3 separate regions of the Mus musculus genome follow, and regions 2 and 3 are each linked to region 1. The links are chromatin contacts, called in public capture Hi-C and promoter capture Hi-C maps. All regions are on one chromosome and are shown on one strand. Each heading gives the region's core, a stretch centred on a gene start, on an enhancer-like site or on the middle of the called end of the contact. The rest is flanking DNA. Distances are from core to core; before and after follow the strand shown.

Region 1 (4,598 bases), core at 860-3,359:
TCTCTTTGCTTCCATGGGCAGAGACTTAAAGAAGACAATCTACCCTCACAGGAAGTGAAGAGACGGGAGTTTTCACAAGGCCGCAGGTTACCAGCAGGTTACAGGTTACTAGTCTTAAAACCAACCCCTCACACCTCCCTTGGCTCATAGAATGAGCTTCCAAGGCCAACGAATACGAAGAAACGTTTTTCATATTGAATTATCTTCCTGTCCTAACTCTTAAACCTCTATGGGCGTGCTGTTGTTGAATTCTTCCAGTAGACTAAGAACCATGCATGTCACTCTGAAGTCACCAGGGACTGTGAAATAACTTATCCTGCTCACAGGGATGCCCCTCACTGCTGTCAGCCCAGAGCAGGTTCTGCATACACTACCGATACCGTCCTCTCACTCACGCTAACAGGTTCTAGCATTCCAAGGCAGGGAAAGGCGCTGCAGTCACCTCAGGATAGGATAGGAGTGTCCCACAGATCACCTTCAACTCATTCAGAAGGCAGGGTAAGGTCCACCTTGCCAAGTTGATGTGAAAGCCTTTGGGAATGGCACTTGAATAAATGGTGTAGTCTTGACACAGGATAAATGTTAAAAAAAAAAAAAACTGGACTGAAGAAATGGAATCCTATCCAATATGGAAACCTTTGACCTGTGCTGAGGCAGGTTGGATTCAACTTAACCTCATGGATTGGTTTTATTAGGTCAGTAGAAAGTCAGGTAGCTTGTGTTCCTGACATCCGTCTGACAGTTGATTGAGGAAAGACCGAAGGGACTGGAGCTATCCAGAGTGGCCGGTCCTGTGCCAACAGAGCACTCATAAAGTCCAGTCTGGGAGAGGAGGTGGGAGAGAGAACAGGCTCTTACAACCACAATCGCCACCCCCCCCAGCCCCCCAAGCAGGTAACTCAGCTCTGCTGCCCTCCCGGCATGATATAGGGAGTGTCAACAAATATCCTGTAGTCCGTGTATATTGTCCTCCCAGGCCCTAGAACCAACCAAGAATGCCTAGAACAGCCCCTTCGTGGAGACTTTAGGGTAAGCAGGTGGTTAGGTGTGAAGGAAGAGTGGGAGACGATTGGGAGGCTGGCTTAGATGCTTTCCGGGTTTGTCTACGGCTAAGACTCTGGGTTTGAAATGAGGAACTAATCGGTTTGAGGAAGTCACTTGACCCCCTGAGGCCTCCTGCTCCTCTGCCCTCTCCTTTTCTAGCCCCCCACCCACCCACCCCAAGGCTGCTATGATGTGGCCAAATGATCCCTCAAACCAAGTAGCTTGGTTCTCTCTTGGTCCAGCCCCCAGCTCCTGGTGAAGGCTAGGTCTTTCACCTTTCCTAGGCCGAGGTTTCCTTATGTGTAGCATAAAGTGACAACTTCTCCCAGGAGGTCTGTGTGCACAAACCAGTAGACTTCCAAACGTGAGCTGTGGTTCTTCGGCCTCCTGAAACATTGTGGTCTATCTGGCCTTGCTAAAGCAAAGCTTCACCCAGCTCCGCGCCACCACCGAGGAGGCCGCAGTCTCTACGCCTCGTCCCCTAGGTCTGGCCCCTAAAACGCCACCAGGAGTCGCCCTTCGCCCACCGAAGCAGGCCAAGCTAATAACTCCTGCGGACCAGGGCGGGCTGCCCCTTGGCGCTGGATGGTGAAGTGTACCCCAGCTCCTCACTTGGGGGTCAGTCCTCTGCAGCGCCCACCCGGAGCCCCCCCATCCCCGGCCCGCCGTCTCCCGATCGTCCGGATCAGGGAAGCTGCAAGTTTGGCTCTGTCTGTTCCGGCCTCCCCGCCTCGCCGCTCGGCTACCTAGGTCCGGGTCCCCAGCTAAAGACCCCGCCGGCGAGCGGAGACTCCGGCGGCCGCGGCCCGGAAGGGACGCCCCCTCCCCGGCCGGCCGCGTGCGGGACCGCCGCAGTTCCCTCACTGCCCGCCGGGCGGCGCCTCAGCGCCTTTCCGCGCGCCTCCCGCGCTGCCCGCTCCCGGCTCGCTCGCAGCCGGACACAGACTCTGCCTTCGGCTGCTGGCGGATCGAGCTGGAGCCGCCGCCGCCGCCGCTGCGGAAGAAAAAAAAAAAAAGAAAAAAAAAAAAAAAAGGGAAAACAACAGCCGGGCCGCCGGCCGAGCAACGTCGGGTCCCCAGCTTGGCGCCCGGAGTGCGGAGCCGCCCAGGTAAGGGCAGCAGCCCCCGCGCCGCCCCCGACCGGCGCCCTACGCTGTCTCCCCGCGCCCCCCGGGGCTGCGCCGCACCCCGACTTCTGACGTCTCCGCCGCTAGCTCCCTCCGGGCCGCGGCCCGCACCCTGCCTGGCCCCGCTCCCGCCTCCAGCTGCCCAGTCCCCTGCACTCTGATGCCTGCGACCCCGGATTCTCCGCTGAGCCCCCGCCACCTTGCCCCGTACTTCCCCTAGTCTCCATCCCTGCCTGCTTCCCCCTGCGCCTCCTCTCCTCCGCTCCGATCCTCCTTCTGTGATCCTCCCTCTTCCCAGTCCAACTCCCAGCCCAGCCTCTGCCCCCTGCAGGGATGACGGCCCCTTCCCGACACTGGCGATTCTACCCCGCCTCGTCACCCTCGGCTTCTCCTACGGGCCGCTCTTGCCCGCCACAGTCTTCCATCAGACCAGCCCGGCTTCTGAGCCCCCTTCTCCCTTCCCTCTTTGCCATCTGTCTTGACCACCCCTGCTCGGGCCCTGGACTCCGGCCACCACCACACCCCCAACCCTGCACGCCGTCTTGCTTTGGGCCAAGCCAGCGTCCTATCAGAAATGACCCTCCTTCTTGCGACTAATGGGCCTCTTAGCCATCCCACCCTAGTTCACCCGAGTGGGAAGTAAGGGAAAAACTCTGGAGACCTGCATTGGGCGCTGGAGGGGGAAGGGGATCAGTGGAGGGGGAGGGGAGCTAAGGAGATGTTCTTTAGTGAGGACCGGGCAGAGCCGGAGTGGTTCCGACCCAGCTTGGGGTGGAAGGCGCCCTGGTGACGGCTGGGACAGGGGGTTTGTCCAAGGCGCCAAGAGCACCTGTGCCTCCCTCCCTGGGCTCCCTGGAGCTGAGGAAAGTGAGGGAGGAGGTGGAGCCTGGGGAGAGTTGGCCCAGGGCTTTGGGGTTGGGGGAGGCGCGACCAAAGGGATAGACAAGGCACGCGGGCCAGGTTGCCTGGCTGTAGCCAGGCTATGCAGGCTGAGCTGGTCCCCTCTTGGACCTTGGGCTGTGTGGTTCTTGGCATCTGTACTTGATGCTGCCATCTTCCTCTTGGTGCTGTTGTCTGGTGATGCCACGCGGTGCCACCTCCCTGCCTCCCTCCAGTGGCTCTTCTGGGCATGTCTCCCAGGGGCCTGGGCTGTCTGGAAAGAGGAGGGGAACTCTGGCTGGGCCTGGCCACTGTGCCTGACAAGTAGGTATCTCTTGAGACCAGGGCAGGAGGGCTGAGGGTTGGCCAAGAGGATCTGAGCCCTGCCAGGGACAAAGAGAACTATCTTCTTTTTGGCTCCAGTGGGTCGTCTGGTGGTAGTGTCCCTTTTGGGAGCACCTGGAAAAGCTAGCCTTGTAGTCCCTGGGTCAGAGCTGCAGGGGTGTGGCTTGAGAGGGAGCAATCCTGTCTTGCTTTGATCCTGGAGTGTCCTAGTGGTGGCAAGGGGCTGGAGAGGTCGGCTGAGTTCCAGCTCTGCCAGGGAAGGAAGCCCCTGGAATTCCGCCGGGCCTCTTCAGGCTGGCTTTCTTTGCGGAGGCCGTGGCTCATGCTTCATCGTTAATCAGGTTTATTATTTTCCTCACTGGCTGGATGTATTCCTCAAGGTCGTGACCCTTTAGAGAGTTAATCTAATATGCACACGTTACAGTGTCTGGGTTTGTTTAATTTTCCAGATTATGTTCATTTCTTGTGGCCTGGGCTTGCCCACCAGCCTTGCGTCAGTCTCCAGCGCCACCCTCTGTTTTCCTGGACCTGCCACTTGAGACCTGAAGGCAGGGTTGGTTCTAGCAGTGGGGGACAGAGTGGGTTTGATGGACGGGGGGAGTTGGGCTTTCATGTTTTCCCTTTCTCCAATAGACATCTCAATCTTGACGGAAGCTTTCTCAGCTCTGAAAGTTTGTTCTAAAGCCTTCCAGTCTGGGCTCCCTTAGAATGCAGAGAGAACTTTTGCATGACAGAGGGAAGTGCATTTTTTCTGGAGGAGCTGCAGCTGCTCTCTAGAGACTTCAGTTCCCAGAGATAGGAAGAGGGTAAGCAGGCCTGGGTGAGCCAGAAAGCCCAGTGCCCAACAGGAAGCCAGAGTCACTGACGAGGAGGGTAGCTGTGCTGTGCTTTGTGCCTGGAAGAGGCGTGTTGGTCCTACCACAGAGTACTTGTCCCTTCTGAGTGACAGCCTTCTGCAGGCCTCTGGATGCTGCACAGCCGGCCCACTTCATCCTCAGTAGCCTTTGCTGTGTCTGCCAGCAGCCAAATTGGTTGGCCCACAGGAACTGAAGCTCAGAGAACTATACTTGCCCCAGCAGACTCTGGTTCGTAGTCCAGTGCTCTTGCTCTGGGCTGCCCGGAAAGCCCCTCCCAGCTTATGCTTCCCGTTCACCCTTTTATTAATGGAATCTCCCAGCATCAGTGTAGATGACCACTTTGGTC
Region 2 (4,598 bases), core at 906-3,405, 300 kb before region 1:
GAGGCAGATAGGTCTCTGTGGCCGGCCAGTTTGAGAAGCCTAGCCAGGGCTACATAGAGTAACCCTGTCTCGAAAAACAAAACAAAAACAAACAAACAAGAAGAGAGATTAGGTTGAAATGGAGAAGGACTATTCACAGGGAAGATGCATCTTCCATCTGTGTTTCCAAGCCACAAAGTCTGAAGAGAGAAATAGAGACTCTTCTTGGTTCTTGTTGGGGACTGGGGGTTGGGGGAGGTGGGTATCTTTGGACTCGGGGGAGGGTCCGGGGCCTGGGACAGAACCAGTGATGATGGATGGGACAGGACCCGAAACAGAGGAAGTTAGGAAATTTGGGTGAGGCCCCTAATGACTATGGAACTGACTCATGGGGGCACTCCCAGCTCGAAGGCCTCTTTGAGATCTAGCATCCTGTCAGGCAAGAGGCCAGCTCTGAGACCCCAGGCAATTCGGTGCTGCCAGCTCAGGCTCTAAGACCCCAAGGAAACAATCCAGTTATTGTCTGGCAGCCTGCCCCAACTCCCCAGAGTGAGGAAAAGATACTCCTCGAGCCAGGTGCTTCCCCATAAAGATGCTGTCAAGGACCAAGTGTCTACCAACCTCTGGCTTATCAAGCACCACACTGGACCTTGTTGCCAGGGCTGCCTCCCTGTCCTCTCCCAGAAAGTCTGAACCTATAGGCTTAAGGATCCTGGAAGCTGTGTCATAATGAATATCAAAGTGACAGTTGAAGTAGGGCAAATTTAGGAAGCCCCGAGTGAGATGGAGGACATCTTTTTTTAATTCTCATTTTTTTATTAGGTATTTTCCTCATTTACATTTTCAATGCTATCCCAAAAGTCTCCCATACCCTCCCACCCACCCACCCACCCCCACTTTTTGGCCCTGGCATTCCCCTGTACTGGGACATATGAAGTTTGCAAGTCCGATGGGCCTCTCTTTCCAGTGATGGCCGACTAGGCCATCTTTTGATACATATGCAGCTAGAGTCAAGAGCTCCGGGGGTACTGGTTAGTTGATAATGTTGTTCCACCTATAGGGTTGCAGATCCCTTCAGCTCCTTGGGTACTTTCTCTAGCTGATGGAGGACATCTTAAGTCCCCTTCAGTCCTATATGTGTTCCAAAGGACGGGCTCATGCTAGTTGGGGGTGGATCATGTGCTAGAGATCCCCTAGGAAGGAAAGATGAAGGGGGTGGAGTGGGGAGGCACAGTTTCAACCATCTGTCATCAAGACCCTAGAGACCACAGGGCACCTGGAACAAACAGAAGTGGCAATGGACAGGAGAAACAATGGTCCTGGCCATGCCCAGGGGGCCTTATCTCCAGGGACGCCCAACCCTCTGTGTTCACTAGCAGACAGTTAGGCTCAAACAATTTTCAAAGTATGCTTGTGTGTCACCAACCAGAGGGGAATCCTGCTCCCCAAGTCTTCACTCAGCTTATTGGAGTCTCTGGCACAGCAGGAGTGTCTTTTTGTGGCCCTTGATTGGTGCTTCCGTTATCGGAAAGAGCAGAGGCCCTGAGCGGTGGGCTGGGCTGGAGAAAGGCTGACTGAACACAGGAGAGAAAACTGAATAACGGCTCATAAAGTGTTAAGCTCCTTGATGGCCGCATCCAGATTGGCCGCCTCACTTACAAAAACAGCTCACACCTGATGGATGCACAGATGGCCCTCAACCCCTAATTGCACTCCCCGACCTAGGAAAAGACCAGAATGCTAGGTGAGGCCTGATTTTTTCCCCCAGCCGCTTTTGAGAAATTCGCTGTGTCAGAGAAACTAAAAGACTAAGCAAAACCTCTGAAAACCCAAGCCCGATTATTTCATCCACGTGGCACCAGAACAAGCCAGAGGGGTGTAGGGGGCGGGGGAGTCACCCGTCCCGCCCTTAATGGGAGGAAGGGATTTGCCCGGAGCGCAAACTCTGGACAAGGCCCGGCCGGTGACGGGGCGCGGCGGGAGGGAGGGATCCAGAGAAAGCCAGCCTAGACCACAAAGCGGCTGAGCCCCGTGGTCCCCAATCCCCGCCCCTCTCTGGGCCACTGCGGTCCCTTTAAGGGCCAAGAGGTGCGCGGTCTCTTTAAGGCAGGTCCTGGTGGTTTCTGTTTTCTGAAGGAAGTGACGGGGGGTGGGATTGAATGAAAAGTGCTGAACGGAGTCCGGAGCTCAGGAATCGGGGCGGCTAGGGGACACGCACGGGGGGCGCCGTCCGGGACTCGGGGTGCGTGGCTGTACGCGGCCCACGTGAATTCGCTGCACGTCGTGGGGAACCTCCGGGTTGAGTCTCCCCTCTAGAAGTAGGGGACTGCCGGGAATCCCCGAACCGGACCCCCAACTTCGAGCAAACTTTGTAGGCGCGTCTCCCCTCCCCCACGCGGCGCGCCGGGGGCCCCGGGGATGCGGCCCCCTGGCTGCCGCGACGTCCCCTCGGCGCGCCCCGCGCTGCCGCTGCTGCTGCTGCTGCTGTCGCCGCTGCTGCTTGGGGCGCTGCACGGCGTGGGCGCGGGCAGCGGCGCTCCGGCCGAGCTGCGGGTCCGAGTGAGACTGCCCGACAGCCAGGTGATCGAGGAGAGTCTACAGGCGGACAGCGACGCGGACAGCATCAGCCTTGATCTGCGCAAACCCGACGGCACTCTCATCTCCTTCATCGCGGATTTCAAGAAGGTGAGGTACCATCAAGAGTCCTGTCCCACCCACCACGGAGGGCGGGCAAGCTGTCGGGCGTCCCAGGAACCCTCAAGCCCGCAGAAGAGAAACGCAGTGCCGAAAGGGGAACGTGACATGCCCAAGGTCACCTCTCTAACTCGCTGCCCACTCTCTGGCACCCAGATCCCGGTCTTTATTCTCTTTCGTGAACCCCTCTAGCTTTTTTGTTGCTTGGCTCTGAGTAACCAAGGCCCTTCTCACGCACTGACCGGCTTCAAAGCCCGCTCCCTCCTCAGCACTCCAAGCTGACACTCCGACAAAAGTTCTTGTTAACAAGGCCTCCTTTCTTGCCACTGCCTCTGTGACTAAAGGGGAAATCCACAGGTGGCAAGAGGACCTTGGGCTCTCCCTGTTGTGTTGGTGTGAAGTTAGTTTCCCTTACTCCGCTGTTCTTTGGCAAGGAAGCGGTTTCAAGACCTCCAGCCTGGAGCACCATTCCGGGATCGCTTTCCCTGCAGAGCTGTCTGCCCTTGGTCCCTCCCAAGTCTGGTAGCAGCTCTCCTCTGTAACCTGAAGGGCTGAACTACTTGGGAGCCAGAGGACCTAGGCAGAGTTGGGGGAAGGGAGGAGAGAAAAGGGGAGGTTCCCCTCAGTTGGAAAGGGTGGTCGGTGTCTCCGCCCATGCCTGACAGGGGCTGGTGAAGTCCACAGTTTAGCTGCCCCCCTCCCGTCCCGTCTCTCTCTCTCTCTCTCTCTCTCTCTCTCTCTCTGTCTCTGTCTCTGTCTCTGTCTCTGTGTGGGTGTGGTGGTATGGAGAGAAGAAGAGATGTTAGAGTTATCCAGAAATGGAACTCCAGGGTGCTGAGTGACGGTGACCCAACAACAGAAATCTCTGAAAGAAAAGACAGTGAAATGCCACCCCAGTCATCCCAGGAGCCTAAGACAGGAGGAACACAAGTTCAAGGCTATACAGAGCTACAGAGTGAGACCTTATCTCATGGTTGGGGGGAGGAGAGTCTTCTAATCATCCACTCTCAGCTCTTCCCCCTAAAAGGAGGCATTGCACCCCTCTGTCTTTGGGAGAGGAACAGAAGTGACGAATATCCAGGACTAAATAGCCATCCCTCCTCTTCCCTCCTCTCCTCTCCCCTCCCCTCCATTCCAAAACTGAGAGTTATTTGGAGACCTTGGAGGGAGAGGGGGCAGAATTTGGGCAGCCAGCTAGGGATCCTGTGAGACTGTCATGAGCATCAGAGGTACCAGGGAGATCCAGTGTTGGGTAGAGTAGAGGTGAGCCTGGACTGATGTTCTAGCCCAGGCCCAGGGAGTCATCCTGACCAAGGACTTAGCAGAATGGTAGCCCGTGCTTGCCACACAGGCCCAAACTGGGTTCTTACATGCAAATAGGGCCAATGAGCCAGTGTGTGGAGAAGGGGAAACTGGTCACTCAGCACATCCAGCCAAACTTTAGGGACATTTTATGTATGGTGTTCTGGACAGAGTCAATCAGGAGTGGGTATCTAATCTCCCCTCTAAGCCTCTGACCTAAAAGCCAGTCACAGAATGTGCCGTTAGTGTCCCACCCACCTGCCCAGTAGCCCTGTGTTGTGATCACCCTGGAACCTTAAAAAAAGATTTATCCATCCCTAGGCTCGAAGTCTGATAGCCAAGCTGGGTGGGGCATGAAAGGCTAGGAGTGGAGCAGAGCTTTTCTAGCCTCTGGCTACAAAGGGTTGTGATTGCTCTGCTCTGAAAGGCGACCAGGAAAGAATGCACCAGAGGAAAGCACCAGAGCCTGCGATGGGGTGGTGGCCTGCCATGGAGGTGGGAGACTAGGGATTGGACTGAGTATGGGGAGGGGGACATCTGGTTGCTCAGATGGAGGGGACATTCAGAGTTGATGGCAAGTGCTCTTTTTAATCCCCATAGTGACTCAAACCTTTCTCACCCAG
Region 3 (4,598 bases), core at 659-3,158, 260 kb before region 1:
TCAGAAATCCACCTGCCTCTGCCTCCCAAGTGCTGGGATTAAAGGCATGTGCCACCACCGCCTGCCTAAATATTTATTTGTTTGTTTGTTTGTTTGTTTGTTTATTATGTGAGTACGCTCTCTTCAGGCACACCAGAAGAGGTTGTCAGATCCCATCACAGATGGTTGTGAGCCACCATGTGGTTGCTGGGTATTGAACTCAGGACCTCTAGAAGAGCAGTCAGTGCTCTTAACCACTGAGCCATCTCTTCAGCCCCTACAGGGTTTATTTAATGTGCATTACATTTTGGAGAATGTCTTAGACTCTATAAGGGGACCCTGTCTCAAAATTGGAACCGACTGGGAATACAGCTTTGGAGTTGCTTAACATGCATAAGCATCTTGATTCTGAACTTACAGCACTTCAGTAATAATAATAACAATAACAATAATAATAATATTAAAGACACCCTTAAAGTTTTTCAGCACCATGCTAAGTCCAGAGCGGAAGCACAGTAAGCTTGGGGTATTATGAATGGAAATCTCAGGAGAAAAGTATACTTTAAAAAAAAGATTTATTTATTTATTATATGTAAGTACACTGTAGCTGTCTTCAGACACTCCAGAAGAGGGAGTCAGATCTCATTACAGATGGTTGTGAGCCACCATGTGCTTGCTGGGATTTGAACTCAGGACCTTTGGAAGAGCAGTCAGTGCTCTTAATTGCTGAGCCATCTCTCCAGCTCCTTCCTTCCTTCCTTCCTTCCTTCCTTCCTTCCTTCCTTCCTTCCTTCCTTCCTTCCTTCCTTCCTTTCTTTCTTTCTTTCTTTCTTTCTTTCTTTCTTTCTTTCTCTTTCTTCCTTTTAAGGCTGAAAAGCCCAAGACCATCCTCGGAAATGACTTGGGCTGGGGCTGGGGGTGGAAGGTTAATGGGGATCGTATCTGGAAAGGAGATGAAAAGGGAAGCTCTGCCCTCCTGTCAGCACACGGCTTTCTGAGCTGGCTGGATGTGTTCCTCTGAGGCACAGAGTCACTCGCTGGCCCCTGAAGAGTGGGAGATTTTTGCCCTTGCAGGCTCCATCTCTGGCAAATTGCAGAGTTTGGATAAGTCACTCCAGTCCCTGAAAAGTGAACTCCATCACAACTGCTGACATTGGCGAATATTCTCCACACCCTTCTCCCTCATAACTTGGGACCAGAGGTGATTGATGGTGGGAACCGGCAGGAAAGGGACAGCCGTGTCTCTCTGGAAAGAGCCCTGGAAAGAGTCAGAAGAAGCTGCTGCAAGTGACAAGGGTAAACCACAGGAAATCAGCCCGGTTTAGTCACCTGCTTAGCTCTCATAGATAGCAGTTATTAACCACAGGCCCCGTTGTATAGATGAGTAAAATGGGGTCAGAGAGGTGAACAGCCTGACCCAAGCCACGGCGGTGGTAAGCGGTTGGAAGGCAAGACCATTCGCAGCAACCCCTTGTCTTCTCCAAACACTCGCAGGTTCTGAGCAGCACTGCTTACTCTTCTGGAGCCCAACTAGGCAGAAGCCTGGGGTTCCCCGAAAGAGCAAAACTGCCCCAGGAGTAGGAGCCGCTGAGGGCGTGATGGGGAAGGACTGCCAGGCGGGGTCTCGACGGACAGGTGTTCCTCAGGGTCGGGACCCGCCCCGGCAGCACCTTGACACCCCTCTCCCGGCCCCCAGTTCCACGTATGCAAATCCCTGTTTTGCATGGGCCCGGGACCAAGCGCGGGGGCCCTGCCAGGGGGCGTGGCCGAGGCCCCCGCCCCGCGCCGCGTGCTCACCTGGGGAGTGTGCTAAGCCTGTCCGCGGAGTCCTGCCGGGGCCGGAGCAGCGGAGTGTGCGACCGAGGTGGCAGCCGCTCCTGTAGGGGCTGCAGCTGCGGCGGCAGAGGGCGGGAGGAGGGAGACCCTGGCTTCCCCGGGGGCCAGGCTGGGGCAGCAGCGAGGGACCTGGGGGGGCGCAGGCTTTGGCCCCGCCTGGGGCAGGATGGTGAATCTGGAGCCCATGCACACAGGTAAGGGGAAGAGGGAGTGAGCTCCGACAGGTGTCACTGCGCGTGGGAAGGGACCAAGGACAGGGACACCATTGCACCACGCGAGGGGCTGGGGGGTGGGGGTGGCGTTAACTCCTCGGCGGCCAGGAGAGGGCGATGCGGATAGCGGGTCCTTCCGGGCTGGCGTGGATAGGTAGGTATGGGGAGAGGGGTTAAAAGGAGCAACTTTGAAATATGAAATCTTGGAGAACAATGGAGAGAGGCATGAAGTTCCTGAAGCCCCAGATCTGGGGAGTTAGTGCGTGGGACTTGGGTGTGCTGAAGCACTGGAGTCCCAGGAGGTTGCAGGAGTTGGGTGGTTCAATCACTCAGCTAGGGTGTGGACCTGGGAGTGCATACGTGTATCCACATGCTGCGTGTTTGGTGTCCGGGCACCTGTGTGAAATGCAGGCAAAGTGGGCATGGGGGGTGCCTAGGGGAAGTGGGTAGGGTGGAGCAAATCCAAAGGCGCACCTGGGGCAGATGCCATGCCACGGGATCGTTCATTGATTAGGGCTTGTGCAAGCATGTGTTTGTGTGTATGTGTGTCATGAGTGTCTGTCTGTCCCCCTTGTGTGTTGGGAGGATGGGTGGAGTAAGCGCCAAAGAACCTGATGAGACTTGGACCACACGTGTTCCGGTTGTGTTGGAGGTGTGTCCACTCATTATCCATTGGTCATCTATGTTATGGGCTCAATGCATAATGGGTCTATATGCCAGAGGGGATGGCAACAGGCACATCTGAGTCCGATATCCTTTGACCTCCTTTCCTGAGGAAACCAGGAGATGAAATAGCCCGGAGTCAGTTACCCTGTAGCTTACAAATGGGAGGTGGGCGTGGAGAGACCCAGCCCTGTCAATCACTTTGATCCTCTGTGCATTGCTGGGCTAAGGATGCTACTAAGCTAGAAAGTTAGACTTGCTGATGGGTTGAGGTGGGGGAAAGGGCTGATCTTCTCATTGGCTGCCTGAGGTGTTGGGCAAGTAACAGAATCAAAATGCAAAAAGCTGTACCTAATTTGACCACTCACAGCCTAGTACCTTACCTCTTGCACACAGTGCAAGGGCCTAGTAATTTTTCCTTAGGACTTGAGGGTTGCTGTAGAAATTGTATGGATTGCTCTAGAAGAACAGGATGGGAGGAAAGGAGGAAAAGGAGAAAAGGGGAAGGGGGGAGAAAGTAGATCTTCTGACCCACCTCCAAGAAGCAGAACAGGCTAGATCTTCCTGTCTCCCATCACTCCTGGAAGCAGACATTAGTTGGGGTCCAGGAGGGCCCTGATGCCTGGTTTCACTAATGCTGTTTCCCAGCAGGGATGAGTACAAGTGGAGAGATGTTGGCACTCAGTGGCTGGTGCCCCAGGATTTGCCAGGAAGGACTAGGTGAGGTTGAAGGAACCATCCAACTGGGTGTACTCCAGTGTCTGAGGAGAGTCTTCAGACCCAAAGCAATACGTGGACTGGGAAGTTCCTGGGGACAGGTCCTCTGGGCAGGCATTTCACCCCCCCATTTCCTATCAGGAAAGCCAGGCTTCGAATGGAGCTCTGTCCAAAGGTAACTCAATAGAAAGTAGGGAGTTCTCTAGAACCAAAATCAGGGACTTCCTGGGGGGGTTTCCACCTCCCTGCCTACTGGAGGCTTCTCCCTAAGGAAGTGGGAGGAGGTAGAACAGCTGGATCCTAGCAGCTTGGGAGCTGGGAGGGTCTGGTAGAGAGCAAGAGAGGAGAGAAGCTGGGAGAGAAGCCCAGGCCCATCCTCCATGCAAGCCCCCAGCTGATGCTCCTCAGAGGTCTGCCCAGCATCTCTGCTCTCACCAGGGCTCCGGATGGAGTGTGCTGAACCCAAAGTGGGCGATCCCTCAGGATGGGGCCTTATCTGCCTCTGTGTACTTCGCCTGATTTCTCTCTCCAATTGTCTTGAAGGCCTCCCTGCTACACTCTTTAACTAGCTCCCCACCCCCACCCCACCAGTCCCCAGGGTTATTGATCTTCCTCCGTGTCACTCACAAAATCGTGGTCCCTCTGTGCTGTGTGCTCACCATTCAGTGGCCCATCCAAAGGCTCACTGGGCTTGGAGCTTTCTGTGCTGTCCCTGCTTTCTCCATTCAAGGTCTTTGTTGTCATTTGAGACAGAGTCTTCCTCCGTTCATTCGTTCCTAGCTTAAGCTTATATCAAACTCAAATGAATCCTCCTGTCTCAGCATCTCCAATTCTTGGATTACAGGAAAAGTCACTGTAGGCTTTGAGGTTTTTGTAGGGCCTTTCAGAGTGGGCCTGCCGTGTACAGAGGAAGGGACACTCGTCTTTATTTTGGAAACCTTGTGTATTTTAGTCCCTCTATAGTTAACCCATTTTCTGCTGCTCCACTTCCCCTGGAATTCCCACCACCATGCACTTAGGGATGTCTCTGATGGTTTCCTGGATAGTATCAGTGTGATGGGGGTCCATAAACCTGGACATAGACTTGCTTCTGGGTGCCCATTCAGAGGGCACCATAGCTATGTGGTCCTTGACGGCCTGGATACAAACGCTGATTCAGGTTTGCCACAGTCTCCTCTCCGTGTTCTCATA

The links. Promoter capture Hi-C pulls out the DNA fragments that hold promoters and counts their contacts. Capture Hi-C pulls out chosen DNA fragments and counts their contacts.
Region 2: a capture Hi-C map of embryonic stem cells shows a contact between it and region 1, with 3 times the contacts expected there. The contact joins the promoter of Oaf here to the promoter of Grik4 in region 1. A contact is called at or near these places in 2 of 484 Hi-C or Micro-C datasets (the HL-1 cell line and embryonic stem cells), 2 of 115 datasets of contacts at active chromatin or transcription factors (embryonic stem cells and pancreatic cancer cells) and 3 of 9 other capture datasets (adipose tissue, embryonic stem cells and liver).
Region 3: a promoter capture Hi-C map of fetal liver shows a contact between it and region 1, with 4 times the contacts expected there. The contact joins the promoter of Pou2f3 here to the promoter of Grik4 in region 1. A contact is called at or near these places in 19 of 39 promoter capture datasets (the 3T3-L1 cell line, 3T3-L1-derived adipocytes, the C10 cell line and 11 more), 1 of 15 datasets of contacts at CTCF or cohesin (embryonic stem cells), 19 of 484 Hi-C or Micro-C datasets (the G1E-ER4 cell line, the HL-1 cell line, the N1E-115 cell line and 3 more), 7 of 115 datasets of contacts at active chromatin or transcription factors (embryonic stem cells, pancreatic cancer cells and stem cell-derived neural progenitor cells) and 3 of 9 other capture datasets (adipose tissue, embryonic stem cells and liver).

The regions. Positions count from the first base shown.
Region 1 is chr9:42,941,882-42,946,479 of GRCm38.p6, reverse strand. Grik4 (glutamate receptor, ionotropic, kainate 4) reads left to right here and starts at 2,109. Exons shown (of 21, transcript NM_175481.5): 1 at 2,109-2,153.
Region 2 is chr9:43,237,373-43,241,970 of GRCm38.p6, reverse strand. Oaf (out at first homolog) reads left to right here and starts at 2,155. Exons shown (of 4, transcript NM_178644.3): 1 at 2,155-2,664. The coding sequence starts at 2,398.
Region 3 is chr9:43,203,065-43,207,662 of GRCm38.p6, reverse strand. It overlaps Pou2f3 (POU domain, class 2, transcription factor 3), which reads left to right and starts at 1,908. Exons shown (of 13, transcript NM_011139.2): 1 at 1,908-2,009. The coding sequence starts at 1,982.